Regions from separate parts of the Mus musculus genome. Here all the other regions are linked to region 1. The links are chromatin contacts, called in public Hi-C and HiChIP or PLAC-seq maps. All regions are on one chromosome and are shown on one strand. The core of a region is the stretch at or near the end of the contact, and the rest is flanking DNA. Distances in the headings are between cores, read along the strand shown.

Evidence for each region. A called contact is a pair of places that touch in the nucleus more often than the background predicts. HiChIP or PLAC-seq counts read pairs in DNA pulled down with a chosen protein or histone mark.
Region 2: a contact with region 1 is called in an H3K27ac HiChIP or PLAC-seq map of the NIH/3T3 cell line, with 4 times the contacts expected there. The contact joins two enhancer-like sites. A contact is called at or near these places in 1 of 115 datasets of contacts at active chromatin or transcription factors (the NIH/3T3 cell line) and 1 of 9 other capture datasets (embryonic stem cells).
Region 3: a contact with region 1 is called in a Hi-C map of adipose-derived mesenchymal stem cells, with 2.0 times the contacts expected there. The contact joins two enhancer-like sites.

The regions. Positions count from the first base shown.
Region 1 is chr11:112,468,731-112,472,342 of GRCm38.p6, reverse strand. No RefSeq gene overlaps it. Among named protein-coding and RNA genes, the nearest start is that of BC006965, 240 kb to the left of the region's middle. Within about 2 kb of position 1,757, at least 30 of the 459 cell types and tissues checked have an H3K27ac peak or open chromatin away from gene starts, as enhancers often do. A contact at or near this core is called in the NIH/3T3 cell line and adipose-derived mesenchymal stem cells, where this site is marked.
Region 2 is chr11:113,101,647-113,104,883 of GRCm38.p6, reverse strand. All of the region lies in intron 1 of 2610035D17Rik (RIKEN cDNA 2610035D17 gene), which reads left to right. Among named protein-coding and RNA genes, the nearest start is that of Gm39467, 31 kb to the left of the region's middle. Within about 2 kb of position 1,498, at least 64 of the 459 cell types and tissues checked have an H3K27ac peak or open chromatin away from gene starts, as enhancers often do. A contact at or near this core is called in the NIH/3T3 cell line, where this site is marked.
Region 3 is chr11:111,773,347-111,776,999 of GRCm38.p6, reverse strand. No RefSeq gene overlaps it. Among named protein-coding and RNA genes, the nearest start is that of Gm30337, 27 kb to the left of the region's middle. Within about 2 kb of position 1,654, at least 7 of the 459 cell types and tissues checked have an H3K27ac peak or open chromatin away from gene starts, as enhancers often do. A contact at or near this core is called in adipose-derived mesenchymal stem cells, where this site is marked.

The sequences.
Region 1 (3,612 bases), core at 508-3,007:
GAACTATTTAAAAAAAAAAAAACAACCCAAAACAAAAAACAAAACAAAACAAAACAAAAACTTCATTAATTTTTCCTACTAGGACACTCATCCCAGAACACAAAATATATTCACATATTGTAAAATGATATCACGAATAAGCTTGGCCCGTGTTGAAAGATGTATGCACCAGTGTACACATCAGTACATGGTGCATATGCACGTGCCATGAAGCACAGCCTATGTGGAGAACAGAGGTTGATAATAGGTACAACGTAGCTCTCTCCACTTTACTTTTTGAGATGTGGTTCCCCACTGAACCTAGAGCACATTGATTTTGCAAAGCCAGCTGGCCAGCAAGCCCTCCCAAAATCCATGTGTCTCCGACCCCTAGAATTGAGGTTACAGACACACCATTGTGCCTGGCTTTTGTATAGGTGTTAGGAATTCCAAGTCAGGTGCTTGGACAGAAACCACTGTATTCATCCAGCGATCTCCCGAGATTCCACCTTGATTTTTGAGACAGGGTCTCTCACTGACCTGGAGCTCATCAAGTAGGCTAAGTTGACTGACCAGCAGGCCTAGGGAATCTGCCTGTCTCTGTTTCCTTAGTGCTGGAATTATGAATGTGGGCCACCATAATAGGTACTTTTATACACAGATTTTGTAGATTGTGTCTTACATCAATAAGCCAAGTGCATTACGCACTGACTGAACCATCTAGAAGAATGTTCCTCTTCTGTTTGTGGTTCTTCAGTTCTGCAAACCGAGCATTGCAGAGAAAGGAGTAAGACTGTTAGGACTGGAGAGCAGGGAGGGGCACTGTGAAATGCTGTCAGAAGGTCACAAGATGTGGCTGATGCTCACCCGGAATTCACTGTACTTACAGCTATCTCACAAAACCTGCTTGAAATCAAGCCAACACCACCAGAGACTATCCAAGAAGGTAGCATTAAACGGGCATAGAAGGTTATGAGGAGAGTAAGAGGAGAAGGGGGAAGGGGAGAGGGAGGGGAAGGGGAGAGGGAGAGGAAGAGGGAGAGGGAGAGGGAGAGGGAGAGGGAGAGGGAGGAAGAGAGGGAGATGAAGAGGGAGGAGGAGAAGGGGAGATGGAGAGGGAGGGGGAGATGGAGAGGAAAGGAGGGAGAGGGAGGGAGGGAGGAAGCAAGGGAGAGGGAGGGAGGGACAGAGAGAGGGTGAGGGAGAGAGAAGAATTGATGTTGGAAAGGGGGTGTATTAGTGTTGGGGGTGTCAGAGAATTGGGAAGAGGAAGTTGGAGTTGGATATGATCAAGCTACATTGTATACATGTCTGACATTTTCAAAGTGAATAAGAATAATTATACAAACTAAGTGTGTATCATGAGTGTGATCACACTTTCGAAGTAGTACTGGGGAGGGGAGATGGTCTTGGGAAGAGAACTGCTAAGAAAGCCCTAGTAGAGGCTGGCAAGAAGAGAGAAGCCAGCTTTGTAATGTTATTTAAAACAAAGTCATTTTAGAAGGTAATCTACAAATGCATGTCAGTGATGAAAAGAAGACAGGAAACACACAGGAGGAGCTGGTGGCTGGAAAGGGATGCTAGGGATGTGGGTCGCCGCATCTGTGGGAGGAGGACCAGGGCCTGACTCTGTCTTATGGAGCTGATGGGAGAAGTAAGACTTTAGCTCGTGGAGAGAGAAAATGCTCCATGCATTTCCCTGAGTCTTCAGGTTTCCAACTTGAGTGTCTCCTCCTAGGACTCATCCTGTGACTCACATTCCTGACTCATTCCTTTAGCTCCAGCAAGCAGAGGGGCTGCTTGGCAGGACTCCTCACTGCTCAGCTGTGGCGATGAGTTTGTCTGTCTCTAACTCTGCCAGTCTTATTACTTTAAATTGGTGCTTTTTTTTTATCAGATGGGTGCTTTGCTTCCAAATCAGCGCCTTCTTCTTGGTGGTGTCATAATAACACTGAGAGAAGTAACATCTGCTGCCATTTATTGAGCCTTAAATACATACCAGGTGCTGTGTGAGGGGGCTCAGAATTTGGCAGCTAGCAACTTAAACTCTGTCAGATTGCTGATTCCAGTCTTGCTTCCAGAATTTACTGGACAGGCCTAAGGACAGAAAATCTAGATCTTAGTTTTGCTATCTGCAAAATGGGTATAATATTATTTCATCATCCTTAAAAATGTTGTGTTTAAGTATAGTGTGTGTGTGTGTGTGTGTGTGTGTGTGTGTGTGTGTGTGTGTGTGTACACTTGTGTGCATGCACAGGCCAGTGGTCAAATTAAGTGTCTTCCTCAACCACTTATTTACCTGATTTGTTCAGACAAGGTATCTTACTGAACCCAGAGTTCAGAGTTTGGCTAGACTAGCTGGCTAGTGAGTTCAGGTATTCTCCTATCTCTTTATTCAGGAATGATGCGTCCCACAATGGATCGCATCATGTCATATCAATTAATGTTCACAGTAATCCCCCACAGATATACCCACAGGCATATAGGCAATTTCTTATCAGTAATTTCTATTCCAAGGTGTCAATAGCATACTTCCTGACACAATTTAGCAACTGTAATTTCTAGAACATGAGTTTTTGGACGATTGTTCTTCTCCAACTTCTATAAGAAAACATGGGAGCTATGTAGGCCATTTTAATCAATGCTAATGTGGATGATAGGAGAAAAAAATAGCTAATCTGATAATTCATACCAGTTTATTTCCCTGAAATTTGACCCTGGAGTCTTTGAGCAGTCTGCTTGTGATTATTTTCAAAAATACACTTGTTTTTATCATTGAAACTTTGTTACTGAAGGTGGGGTAAGAATTTTTCAATGGTGAAAGAAGTGTTCCGTCAAGATAGATTATTAAATATGTGTAAATTATTTGGGGGAACCTCACATTCTGTTTCTATACAGTGCTGTGTTTAGACAATGCCAGTCCTAGACTGATATTAACAAAGATGTTTTTGTTTTTATTGACTACCTATAGAATTACACACACACACACACACACACACACACACACACACACACACACACAGAGAGAGAGAGAGACAGATAGACAGACAACCCTCATCTATCTATCTATCTATCTATCTATCTATCTATCTATCTATCTATCTATCTGTGGAGAGAGTATTTATTTATTTATCTATTTATTTATATGTCCATGACATATGTACAGACGTCAGGGACAACATGTAAGAGTGAGTTCTCTCTTCCTACTGTATATTTACTGGGAATCGAGTCAGGTCTTTTTCTGGGCAACAAGTCCCTATACCCTCAGAGTCACCACCCTGGGCTCCACAAAATAATATATTTTGATTATAGCTTTTCCTAAAAGCTCTAAAAGCACATGGTTACTTGTGGGAGCTCACAAGGCTCATGTTCACGGGCTTAACGAAGACCATGGTAATGACAGAAGTCACTGCATGCAACTCATCTTAGAAAAGACTCAGAGGGGAGATGGGAAGAGAGTTGGAAAGTGGGAAGATGGAACGAAGCTGATTAGATAATTTTATAGTGTTCTCTTCTCCTGGAAAACTTAAAAACGGTTTGTGTGAGAGCAGGGTTAACCTAAACATTTTAACCTGTCAGTCACAGCATGTTTGTTGACCTAAGATGGGCAGATAGGAAGAGAATTATTAGGGG
Region 2 (3,237 bases), core at 249-2,748, 630 kb before region 1:
TTCACAGATAGTAGCCAGTCCCTCCTGGGAGGGCCCTGGAGCCATGGAATCAAATGTTTGGGGGAGGAACTGCCACAGGAGGTGGGAGTGGGGGCTCTTCTGATGGGAGGGTTCTCCAAATTACTCCACAAAGCACAGTGATGGTGGCTTCTCAGAACCCTCCTCGCCACCCACTTCTCCTTGATACCCCAATAAGGGTGATGTATGTCCATGGCCTTGTGTCTCCAAAGTCAGACTCGCTTGCTTTAAGTCTTTCCTATGGGAAGTTGGCAAACCCACGGTCGTCTCGTAAGTCTCAGGTCTGTGAAGTCAGGGACAATAATATTTGCTTCTCTCCCGTGTTGATCTGAGAATGCCAAGTTTTCCAGAGTTGTATCTGTTCATATACCGACGCGTTATTATGGGGATGGTTATATTCCTTTCAAACGAAAACTCTCAGAGAGATTCCTTTTAGATATTGGATTCTTGATCAGTGGTTGTCAAACAGGCTTCAGGGCCAGAACCAACCTGCAACCTGTTTGGCTGAACTGACAATTAGTTTCACCTTCTAAATTAAAAGGGGGAAAAAATCCCCCTCCCTTCAAGAAGCGAGAGAAAGGACATCAGGTGTCCTGTTCCATTACTCTCTGCCTTATTTCTTGAGACAGGGGTTCTCAATGAATCTATAGCCAGACTGGCAGCCAGCAACCCCCAGGGATCCTCCACGGCCAGCCCTGAGGTTAAAGGCGCATGCGCAGCCATGTCCACCTAGCTTTTTATGTGAGCGCTGCGATTCAACCAGAGGTCTTCATGCTTGTGTACCAAGTGCTCTTTGCCCACTGAGTGGTCTCCCTGCCCCCTCTGTTATTTTTCTTTTGATAGAATCTTGGACAGAGCATTCAACTGGAGAGCTCTTACAATGATGCTAATGCGTTTTCTTAGAAATCCCATATTTTACTCCTGGCATCATATAGGTTCCTGGAGCAGGGATCCCACTGGGATGTTTGAACAGTAGTGGGTGGGGGAGGTACAGTCTTTGATCCCCACCCCTCCCCCTCCCTACCAGAGGGATACCTGTATAGACACAGCCATGCATGGGAAGTAGGAGTTTGGCCTTGTGGTTGCACGTGTTGGCTGGTACTCTGCCTCGTTGTGTTTTGTCATAGAGAGGAGGTAAGGTAGCCAAGACCCTCCCGGAGCAGCAGCGCTGAGGGCTGGGGTGTAGGAGTAAGCACAGGTGTCATTCTGATTTAAAGGAGGCCACCCGAGCGAGTGAGCGGTGATTCATGGGTTTCAACAGAGGGAACATTTTTCTTGCCTCAGTCACCCCCACCTCGATCTGTTCTCCCAGTTTTTTTGGGGGTGGGGAGTGTGACAGAAGAGAGGGGCAGGGATGGAGACAAGGTGGCCCCAAGTGTCCACTCCTGCCCACCAAATGCTCTGCTTAGAGCAATGACTGGGAAGGTCTACAGCACACAGCAGCCTTGGATGTGAGCTCCACAGAGAGGCTGAGGACTGTACAGGGTTGGGAGCAGCACTTATGAATCACCCCTGGAGCAGTTGCTCTCTGCCCCAGGGGACCCACTCACACATTCCCAAGGGAGCCAATGCCCAGGAGACATGACGTCATTGTCACCGGGCAAGGAGTTTCATCCACGTGTGGCCTCAGAGCTCGTTCCCAGGGGTTACACCCAAGCTTCTCAGGATGAGACAGGCAAATCAAAGGTGATGGATTTTCTCCTTATGTGGTGTATGTGTGTGTGTGTGTGGTATGCATATATAAATGTATATGTCCTGAGCACATGAAAGGTCATGTGTGCACACAAGGGTTTGTCTATGTTGTGTGCATATGTGCATGCGTGTGTGCATCTGTCTGTCTAGCTCCTGCCTCTGGTTCCACCCAGGACAGCAAGAATTCTCATGAGCTCAACCATGGGAAGAAGGGAACATTGTGATGAATAGGCTGCCAATCCATACATTTTTTCTCAATGATCTTCCTTCCAGTCATGGCTCAGACACGCAATTTTCATGAGACGTTCTGTGTGTGGCTACAGTTCCTGTTCATCTGGCATGTGCCCACGTGTCACATGGTCAGGTGGGCTGGCCATCTATAGTTGACTTCAGAGGGGTAAGGCCAGCCCGATGCAGCCTGCTGAGTCTCTCCCAGGCATCAGTCTCAGGGCTCTGAGAACTTTTGCCTGTTTCACTGGCTCCTTAGGCTCCCTTGCTTCATGAGTAACACACAAGGCAAGGGAGAGAGCTCTTCAGCAGTATGAGCGTGCAGAGCCAACCCGACCACTGCACACAGCTTTCTTTCTCCCCATTAACCATCCCAAAGTCATTAAGCCTTTCTTCTGTGCATACAAGACTTTTAATTTTTTTTTTGCTTGCTAGTGTTGGACATGCTTGACAGCCACTGTACCCATGAACTATAACCTGACCCTTTGTTTCTTTGAGATGGGGAGGGGAGGGTTCTCATCATGTACGTCGGGCTAGCTTTACACTTGCCGTATAGCCTATAGTAGTCTCAAACTTCAGCTCCTCCTGCCCCAGCCTCCCAAAGTTCCGGTACGCCAGATGTGTGCTCACACACACCTGGCTCTCTTTGAAAATGGTATGTTTTTCCCCACCTGCAATGCTCTCAATAAGAGACAACTTTCTGGCTGTCCCCAATTTCCTGGTTTAGTCAGGACCCACAAACATCTAAAATATTTCATCTCCATAGATAACCAAGGCAAAAATAAGACAAATACAGAGTCCACACCAGGAACAATTAGGTGAAAAGACGGGGCAGGGATAAGGGTGGCCAATGTGGTATGTGGATTGGGGACATGGCTTGGCTGGGGAGATCACATTGGCTGTCGCTGCATACATTGAGCACGATGCTTATTTAAGGAAAACAAACCTTCCTGAAAATGACAAACCACCATTAGAGTTCCTGTTTGTCCACTGTCATCTCGGGAAGTCCATCTGTCTGTAGTGTGGGTCTGTGTGGATAGTTCCCCAGGGCACTGTGAGGTTCCTCCTAGAAGAGATGAAGTCGTCATTTCCTCTTGCTCTATAAGAGGGCTCCTAGCGTCAGGACTGTGTCCGTTCCTCTTGAACAGCCCAAATGCTTGTGGACATAGTGCTTAAGCTAACATCCAGGAACCGGGCTTGGTTGGCGTTGCTCCACCCACCTCTCCATAGAGGTCCTGATAGGAAGGCCGGCCGGCCACGTTGTGGGCATAGCAAACAGAAGGCCAGCGCTGCCCTGGT
Region 3 (3,653 bases), core at 405-2,904, 700 kb after region 1:
AGAAACACGTGTATATCCATGTTTAAGGTGTCTCTATTTATAACAGCTATGGTGTGGAACCAAGCATCAACAGAGGAATGAATAAAGAAAATGTGGGTTACAAACAACAGAGTTTCGTTTTTTAGCCAGAATGAAGTACAAAGTTATGGATCCAATTGGAGATGCTCATATTAAATAAATTCAATCAATCTCAGAAAGATGAATATTGTGTTTTCTTTTACTTACGGTTCATAGATTTTTGTACAGATACATAAAACCTTTAATTGCATATATGACATGAAAATAGAAGTGTGACTCTGGGGCCGGAGAAATGGCTCAGCCAGTAAGAGCACTGAATGCTCTTCCAGAGGTCCTGAGTTCAATTCCTAGCAGCTGCATGGTGGCTCACAACCATCTGTAATGGGATCCGATGTCCTAGTCTGGTGTGTCTGAAGACAGCTACAATGTACTCATATAAATAAAATATACAAATAAATATAAAGAAATGTGACTCTGTAATGGTACACAGAGACAAGGAGTGCGGGAAATGGGTACATAGGTAGGACACAAGGCATATATATATATATATATATATATATATATATATATATATATACACACATACACACATATATACATATACACATATACATATATATGTATACACACATTTATATACATCATATACATATATATACACATTTATGTGTATATATACATTTATGTATATATACACGCATATATGCATATATACACATATATATGTATATATGTATGTGTATATATATATGTGTGTCTGTGCAATGGATATATAATGTAAATATAATCATAATTATACAAACTATTGGGAAAATCAAACCAAATCTTTCTATAGAGCAGTAAACCAATATTCCTTTTGTTGGTTGGTTGGTTGGTTTGGTTTGGTTTGGATTGGTTTTTGTTTGGTGTGTTTACTTTTACCTCCTGGTTGCACATTACTGTGATTTCCTTATACAGAAGGATCCCTGTGGCTGTGTTTAGCTGAGAGAACATGCTTCTAACCGAGAGAATGAATGAGCTCTGGAACGCTTGATATGACAGTGCTGGTGTTGAGTTGGTGTTAGCAGTCACTCATCTTACCCAGGAATGCAATCCTTCTGGAAGAACATAGTTCGAGGTGCACTTCCTTCATGCACAGCCCTGTCACACTATTAATGACAACCTTCTGGCCTTTTAAGGCTCCTTCCAAGGGCCTATTCCCGGGTTGTTCCTTCTGTTGGTTGAATCATTTAAGAATGTTGTGTCACATGCCACATCTGTTCAGTATGCAAAGGTAGTTTTATTGAGTTTATGTAGATTTGATAAAAAAAAAAATGGGATGTGATTGCTACAACTATGTGACAGAGTCTCAAGTTCCCTGAGAGTTAGTAAGTAAATAATTTTTGATGTATGTTATTTCCTCATCATAGTCGCATAATCTAAATATCTATTTGAAACATAGTCAGCAATGCATTCACTGTAAACATACTTTGTTATGCTTATTTATCCATATGTGTGCACATGCCTGCACATATAAGCAGTCAGAGGACAACTATGTGTCCACAACAAATATGTGTGTATACCTGCACATACGTGGTAGTCAGAGGACAACTTTCTTGAGTTAGTCTTCTCTTTCTACTATGGGGGTCTTTGGGATTGAATTCGTTTTTTAGGCTTGGGGGCAAGCATCACTCCCTGCTGAGGCTACTGAATGATCTCACAGGCCCAGGTTCACTTCTTAGTAAGGGGATAAAAATCAAACAATGGGTCCTGAAATATTTCCATGCTTCCATTCTTTTATCTCCAGGGTTCTGATTTCCTTTTTCACCTTCATGACTAGCCATGTGAATGAAATTTAGTCATTTCCAATCTTGGTCCACTGCACTTGAACAGCAACCAAGTGAAAGTGACCACATCAGGGTTATGTTCCTAATAAATATTAGAGTCTGACGTAGGTTGAGGTTTCTCCTGACTGCTTTGGGAACTATTGAAGTTCCAGAAAACATTCTTTACTGCATTCTTTGACTGATCCACTCTATATTCTGCACTTAACCCTGGCCGTGCAGATTATTGAAGGCACTATTAAATGACATAGTTAAAGCATGAAGCAGATATCTGGAGCTACAACCATGCATAAAGGAGACACATATGTCTACTCTACAGAAATTCTCCATCATTTAGAAAGTAATGAACATTGGCAAAGATAATAAACACATAAAAATCCTTAACAATTTATGATTACTATGTGAAAGGGAATAATATCCTGATGTGTGCTGAAGAGCTTCAGAAAAATTTATACCAAAAACATCAGGAGTCTGGGGACGAGATGCTTAAAGAAATTCTTGCTGCCTTGAGCAAGCATGGAGATTCAAGTGTCAATCCACAAAACTTTTGTAAAAAAAGAAAAAAAATCAGGCATGATGGTGTGTGCTTGTAATTTCAGGGTTAAGAAGATAGAGGCTGGAGGACTCTTGAGGTTTTCTTATCAGCCAGTGAACTCTTGACCCAGAGGGAGAACCTTTCTCTAAAATGCAGTGTGTTTAAAAGATAAGGTATATCTCAAACACACACACTCACACACACACACACACACACACACACACACACACACACACACACACTGGCCTACTGATGTTTTCAGGGCCTGTGGTTAAAAGACAGCAATAAACAATAGGAAGAAAGGCACTCAGTTATTGTCACTAAGGAGAAAATACAGATGCAGTTCGAAACTATATATAGCCATCATAATCTCTGTGATCCACAGTGCCTCTCAGAACCAGAAATCTGAGATTCCTCCCTTCTAGGCCTGGACCTTTTCTGTCATTGCAAAACCCTATTTCGTGGAACCAGAACTCAAAATGTGCACATATAAAAGAGAATCAGTGCTGTTTCTGATTGCCCACAGGTTTCACTTTAAGAGTGATTTTTCTGGTTGTAGTATCATTGGAATTTTGTGATTTTGGACAACAACAACAATAGTCAAAACAACAGTAACAATAAGAAAACACCAAACAAACCTGTTAACAAGAGTGTGTATACTATAGATGGATGGCACCCCAGTAACAAGGGAGTCAAAATGCTTTATAATGGAGAAAAAAGAGATTGTACAATTATATACCTCTTTTAAACTCCAAGAATGACTTTGGATAATTTTAAGAAGATATGAAATAGAAGTGGCTGCCAACATTACCAAACAGATAAAAGTTATTTGTAAATAAAATAGTATAAAGGTGATACATTGGTATTGGTCTTAGTCAGGGTTTCTATTCCTGCACAAACATCATGACCAAGAAGCAAGTTGGGGAGGAAAGGGTTTATTCAGCTTACACTTCCATACTGCTGTTCATCACCAAGGAAGTCAGGACTGGAACTCAAGCAGGTCAGAAAGTAGGAGCCGATGCAGAGGCCATGGAGGGATGTTCCTTACTAGCTTGCCTCCCCTGGCTTGCTCAGCCTGCTCTCTTATAGAACCAAAACTACCAGCCCAGAGATGGTACCACCCACAAGGGGCCTTTCCCCCTTGATCACTAATTGAGAAAATGCCTTACAGTTGGATCTCATGGAGGCATTTCCTCAACCTAAGCTCCTTTCTCTGTGATAACTCCAGCTGTGTCAAGTTGACACAAAACTAGCCAGTACAGTTGTGTATGAATGGT